2 separate regions of the Mus musculus genome follow, and region 2 is linked to region 1. A link is a contact called in public HiChIP or PLAC-seq data. All regions are on one chromosome and are shown on one strand. Each heading gives the region's core, a stretch centred on a gene start, on an enhancer-like site or on the middle of the called end of the contact. The rest is flanking DNA. Distances are from core to core; before and after follow the strand shown.

Region 1 (3,232 bases), core at 66-2,565:
CTTATCTTCCTGGTGTTCTCTCTCTCTCTCTCTCTCTCTCTCTCTCTCTCTCTCTCTCTCTCTCTCTCTCTCTCTCTCTCTCTCTCTCTCTCTGTGTGTGTGTGTGTTTTTGTAGTATCTTCAGGGCTGTGCTCAGGAAAAGGTATGAGAATGAAGGATCCTTTTCTGGAGGAAGGAGGGGATGAAGGATGCTTAGATGGGAAGAAAAGGAAGCTTAAAGGCACAAGAATGAGCGAGCCTAGGGAGGGCGCAACACCTCCGTGGTGCTAGCCACACAAGTCAAGCCAAAGCTGTTTAGGGTTATGGGACCCGTCCCTATGGGGTCAGCAGAGAGCGAGCTGGCGGAGCAGTGGGAGAGCTGAAGAAGGGGTCTGATTTCCATAGATCTAGGGTGGAGAGGACGCGCGAGGAAGCCTACTGGGGAGTTGAGCTGATAGGGCCAGGCTGCAGCTAGGCCACACGGGCTTGGGCGATGCCACGCCTCCTTGCCTTGGCATCCGAACATTTCCACATAAGGCTTGGCTGGCGGTGTCTGGGTGGCTGAGGAAGAAGCTTGTGCCCTTTGAGTTCAGGGAAATGAATTAGAAGCTCCTGGACTGGGTCCCAGGGGAGTCGTTGTGGACAGAGAGGTTGGATGAAACGGGAGAGTGGAGAAGACGGCCGTCAGGGCAGCCTCTCTGGGACCTGGCCATCGCCAACCGCCGCACTGGGAGACCTTCTCTTTCCCGAGCCTTCGTTGGCCCAGCAGCTCACATTTAAGTGCTTGGAGTTCATGTTCCTCTACATCATATCAGTAAACTTTGAGGTCTCAATTTCAGAATCTACCCAGAATCTACCTGCGCGCCATCTCCTCTACCAGGTCCAGCCCCATTCTCTACCCAGGAACCTGCGCAGTCAGCTGGCTCCTCCCCCTTAGTTCCGCCCAATTGTTCTCTTGGCCAGTGCTAAGTCAGAGTGGTCCTTGTGGTCCCACAGGTCTGTTACTCCTGTGTTCTCTCTTCCCACCAGCCCCACCGGCTTCTTTCTCTTCCCTGCGTGAGCCTGCCTTGAAACCTTTTTCCTGCTTATCTGTTTGCCTGGCGTTCTTCTCCAGAGGGCCCCCACACGGATCTTTCCGTCCCCAGATGCCCCTTGCTTAAAAATGTTCCAGAGTCTTGGTGGCTCACGCCTGCAGTATCAGCAATCGGGAAGCGGAGGGAGGAGAATTAGGAGTTCAATCAAGGCCAGCCTCAGCTATGTATCTAGTTTGAGGCCAGCCTGGGATACTTGAGACTCTATCTCAAATGAAAAAGCAAACACAAAACTCCACCCTTCCCCGTTTCCTTTCTCTTAACACAACTGTCAGCATGCTAGTTTATCTTGCTTCCTGTCTGCCCTGTGGAAGGTGGAGGTTCTTTTGTTTTTTGGGGGGGGTTGTTTTGTTTTGCTTTTGAGATAAGTTCTCTCTAGTCAAGGTTGACTTCCAAATCAAAGCAATGTCCCTGTCTCGGCCTCCCAAGTGCTGGGTGGGATTAGAGACAACAGCAAACACAGCTGCTTTGTGTGTGCACAGGTCCATGTCAAGTATACCCCTTAATAGCCCTTCATCTTAGTTTTTTTTGGGGGACACCATCTTTAATGGAACCAAGAACTTAGCTGACCAGTGAGCCTTCAGGACCCACCTACCTCCAACTCCTACCCTCCCTTCACCCCCCCCCCCCAAGCCTCGGCCCTGACACCCACTCAGTGCTAAGATCATAGAGGAGCCATCCAGTATTTTACTTGGGTTCTGGGGATCATACTGAGGTTCTCATGTTGACACAGTGAGCACTTTCGCAACTGGGCCATCTCCACAGCTCCCTCTGTGAGATGTTTCAAGACGGGGTTTTGCCATGTTGCCAGGCTAGCCTCCACTTGGCTCCTCCTGTCTCTACCTTTGAAGTGCTGGGCTGACAGCTACAGACACCATCTGGCCAGTTGGAGAGTGGGCATTTTTCTCTGGTTTGTTCCCCAAGGCTTCTTAGAACAGGGTCTATGGGTATTTGTCAACCCAGTGAGCTGAAAGGCTATCCCTGTGGTTTGTTATGGTGACATTTTAATTGCTTTGTTGAGGCACAATTTATGTAGCATGTAATTTGCCCATTACAAGCCTCCAGTTGCAGAGCTGGTGATGCAGCCTGTTGGAGCATCTGCTTAGCGCACACACCAGGAGCAGGGCTCCATCTCTGGCAGTAAAAGAGAAGAAGCCGGGAACCCCATGTTAGAAAAAGAACAGTCCAGGTGTCATGCAGAACGCAGGATCGAGGTAAAAGTGACCTCGCAAGGTGATATCTTTCTTCTTACACAACAATTGTGCCACAACCCGAAACTAAGCACACACTCAGCAAAATGGCACCGCCTTCTAATGAAGACGGTGGTCACGTCCGACTCAAGTAACCAATCAGCATAGGGGAGAAGGGGGGTTTCAAGGAAACATAGACCGACCACCCCAATCCCCCCTTCTCTTGTAAAAAACAAACAAACAAACAAACAAAAAACCCCTCTCTCTGCTTTCTGAAGAGATAACAGACATTTTGAAGATGGGGCAAACACTGGTCTGGCTTTTGCAGCTGAAAGGCGTCATTAGGTATGGCAGTCAGGGTTCCCTTCTAGTGGGCCTATTAGTAATAAAGACCCCCAGGTAGGTGCACAGGTCGCTTCATTTGTGTAATTGTCAGGTGTAGCAAGGAAAGCAGACCCTTGACTGGAGAAGTGGCGGCAAGATGGTTAGCATGGCAAGGCCCAGGCGGGGAACCGGGAGTCAGAATCGAGATTTTTAAATGTCAAAATTAAAGTCCATTAGGATGTCTCGATGGGCTCACAGGCCCTCCATTTACTGCCACTCCTTGTTTGTCTTTGGCCTCTAAAGCTGGTCTCCAGAGGGATGAAGCTGAAGCCAGGATCTGCTTCCAGGCCCTTAGCTAGCTGCTGGAGTGGCTGGGATCAGTGTGAGGTCCCTTGAGCCCTGTGGCTTCTGGGTAGAGAGAAGAGGTCTTTAGCTATCATTGTGTTTTAGGTTAAGGTGAGATTAATAGTGGATCCGTCTGTCTGGGCAGCAGGCAGGTGCCACAGTGAGCAAGGTCTGAGGCCTTAAATTGGGGCAGAGATTACAGTCGTTACTGAGGAGTAGTTGTCTAAGCAGTGGTCTGGATGGAGCTAAGCCTACCGTGGGGAGTGTGACCCCGGACTGTTGAGCATTGGTCTCTCGTTGTAT
Region 2 (3,028 bases), core at 393-2,892, 430 kb after region 1:
GAGTGCTGGCATGACAAGATACAGCACCATACCTACCCTGTTCCCATAGCAGCATCGGGCTAGTTACTTTTGTTTTCTGAGTCTGTTGTAACCCAGGCTAGCCTCAAATTTCTGATCCTCCTGTCTCCGCACCTGAGTACTGCACCATCCCTGGCTTCCACAGTCCTGGTGATTGAACTCCGGCCCTGGGCATGCCAGGCGAGCACTCCACTCTTTGAGCTACATCTTTGTCTCCTGTTTAGTTGACAGAGACAGGGTTTCTTGTAGTCTGGGCTAGCCTCAAACTTGCCATGAAACTAACGGCGGACTTGAGCTCCGCATTCTCTTTCCTGCAACTCTCAAGTGCTAGGGTTATGGGCATGGGCCACCAACTCCAGCTCAGGCGGCCTTGTCTTTATGGAGAGAGTGTAGACATTCCTGGGATTGTCTCTGCCGCCTCAGTTTTTCCATCTGTGAATGGGAACTTTTGGAGATGCAGTGGAACAGAGCACACTCTCTAGTCTCCCATAGGGTGCTGAGGTCTCCTCATATCCTGTGTTGAATGTCCTCAGTGGACATGGAGGTGTGTCTTCCTAGCTGGCCATGGGGAAGGATTGAGGGTGGTGGCGTGGGCGTGAGAATTCTTGGGTAGGGAAGGACAGCATCATGCCGGGCATGGCTGAGTCACACTCGAGCGGCGCCTTGCCTCAGGCTGCTGGAGCTAGAACTGGCGCCACCCTGGGTGTGGCTACTGAGCTGTGGCCCTGGGCAGAGCAGGGCTGGGTGGCAGGATGGGCACATGGGCCTTGAGGGACTCGGGGGAGCAAATCTGGGATGCCCGGTGATACCTCCCTTTTGTCTCCTGTGTACATTTGGGGCTCTGGAACCCTAAGCTTTGGGCCTGGGAATAATAATAATTATCGATCTATTAATAAAAGTTTTTGAGGCATGATCTAATGTAATGTAGTCCATGCTGGCCTGGAACTGGATAAGTAGTCCAGGATGTCCTTGAACTGGTCCTTAGGCCTCCACCTCCTGAATGCTAGGCTTACTTGTGTGCACCATGATGAAGGGTTTCTGCTTTAAGATGGGACCTGCTGACTCCATGCTTCCAGCAAAATAGCCAAGCACTCTCTACCCACAGTCAACTTTGGGGGTCGAGACACAGTCTCATTTCATAGCCTACCGCGGTCTTGAACACATGGCAGTCCTCCTGGCTCAGCCTCCTGAATGGTAGACTGACAGAGACGCCTCACAATGCCTGGCTGGTTCCTGGAAGTTTTGCGGAGTTAAGGGAGTGAGCCAAGCCTTCCAGAAGACAGTGGGTGATGGAGGTCAGCGCTCCTATCTCCAGTCCCAGGCCAGGCCAGGACCTGGGATGAACTTCACCCTGGGAGCACTGATTGGCTTGAGGGGAACCCAGCACCGCAAACAGAATGTTAAGGAATAGAGTGGGGGATCTGGTTGTTGGACTGTGTGGCTGGCGGGCAGCGAGGGTGGGACGTGGCTGTCGTCTTTGCCTATTTATACCAAGTGATTCAGCCCTCCCTCACCCCTTCCTGCGCCCCCTCCACTCGCGGCTAGGCACTAGGCCCACCCACTTGCCTATGCCCTGCCCCCCAACCCGGGCGGGTTGTCTGGTTCCTGCGTGGGGACGGACGTGGAGGGCAGGCATCTGTGCCGCAGGTCGGGTTGGCCCCAACCCAGCCGCCCAGCTCCTGGGAAGAGTGGGCCATTAGCGAGCGCTGGTGGCTGGGGCGGGGGCGGAGCTGGGCGGAGACTGCAGCCCTTGGTATTTTCCGATCCTCGCTGCTTCGCGAGAGTGGAAAGTATTTGAGGATCAGGGTTGGGGACGACCGGAGGGCCTCTGCCCTGGTTCTTTCTTGGGGTTCACTGTGGGTCCTCCAGGGATGCCGAGGGCTTGAAGGCTGTGTGTGCTAATTTAACTGACTGGGATACCACAGCCCAAGGCCCCCCGCCCTGTTTCTCAAGCCCTCCAGCTCCAGGACTTCTGTCCCTTTGAGTCTCCCTGTGAGACTAAGAGTCAGTACAGGGTGTCCCAGCTCCTGGACACCTGCGTGGTAATGCCCCCTCCACGCCAGACACAGACCTCTGGTGTGTGTGAGGATGGGAGTGGCCTTGGCTGCAGCCTTGGGCTCTTTGTAGGGGAAACCCCACAGGAAACCAGCCTGGCCAAATGGCCGCCCTTCCCGTTCTGGTCCCTGGGACGAATATGCTGTCTCACTTCCGGAGGTGATTGGGGAGGCTGGTCAGCCTGTGGACCTGGGCTGCCCCCAGAACCCAAAGAGACAGAGGTGGATTGGGGCTGGAGACTGTGTGTGTGTGTGTGTGTGTGTGTGTGTAAGCACGCGTACTGGGGAAGACACATCAGAATATCTCAATCCTTATTCCTCATTCCTCAGACATCGGTGATGCCAGATCTAGACGTTAAATCCACTGTCCTGCCTGTCACTGCCTGATATGACTGAATGCTTCTGTCCTTGATGTCACCCAGGAACTCTTCCAATTATTGGGAAGTAGAGATTTTCTTTTTTTTTAAGACTTATTTTTTTACTTTTGTGTATGTGTTGGGTATGTGCATGTATGTGTAGGTGCCTAAAGGGTCCAGAAGAGGGCGCCACATGTGAGCCGGGAAACCAAATTCAGGTTCTCAGAAAGCAATATGCAGTCTAAACTATTGAGTCATCTTTCCAGCCCTGAACTTGTTTTCTTTTTTTTTTTTTAAGATTTATTATTATATGTAAGTACGCTGTAGCTGTCTTTAGACACTCCAGAAGAGGGTGTTAGATCTCATTACGGATGGTTGTGAGCTACCATGTGGTGGCTAGGATTTGAACTCAGGACCTTCGGAAGGGCAGTCAGTGCTCTTACCCGCTGAGCCATCTCTCTAGCCCTAAACTTATCTTTTTTAGAGTCTCATGTATCCCAGGTTGCCCTCCAGCTTGCTCTGTAGACACATTTCTTGTTTTTATTTTTATTTTGTTTTTCCTAGACAGGCTTTCTCTGTGTAGTCCTGGCTGTCCTGGAA

Evidence for each region. HiChIP or PLAC-seq counts read pairs in DNA pulled down with a chosen protein or histone mark.
Region 2: an H3K27ac HiChIP or PLAC-seq map of regulatory T cell precursor shows a contact between it and region 1, with 5 times the contacts expected there. The contact joins two enhancer-like sites. A contact is called at or near these places in 1 of 39 promoter capture datasets (pre-B cells), 1 of 484 Hi-C or Micro-C datasets (the G1E-ER4 cell line) and 9 of 115 datasets of contacts at active chromatin or transcription factors (the 230-238 cell line, double positive thymocytes, embryonic forebrain and 6 more).

The regions. Positions count from the first base shown.
Region 1 is chr8:83,772,361-83,775,592 of GRCm38.p6, forward strand. No RefSeq gene overlaps it. Among named protein-coding and RNA genes, the nearest start is that of Gm51542, 3.6 kb to the left of the region's middle. Within about 2 kb of position 1,316, at least 105 of the 459 cell types and tissues checked have an H3K27ac peak or open chromatin away from gene starts, as enhancers often do. A contact at or near this core is called in the G1E-ER4 cell line, double positive thymocytes, regulatory T cell precursor and 1 more, where this site is marked.
Region 2 is chr8:84,202,014-84,205,041 of GRCm38.p6, forward strand. No RefSeq gene overlaps it. Among named protein-coding and RNA genes, the nearest start is that of Mir23a, 5.0 kb to the right of the region's middle. Within about 2 kb of position 1,643, at least 381 of the 459 cell types and tissues checked have an H3K27ac peak or open chromatin away from gene starts, as enhancers often do. A contact at or near this core is called in the G1E-ER4 cell line, double positive thymocytes, regulatory T cell precursor and 1 more, where this site is marked.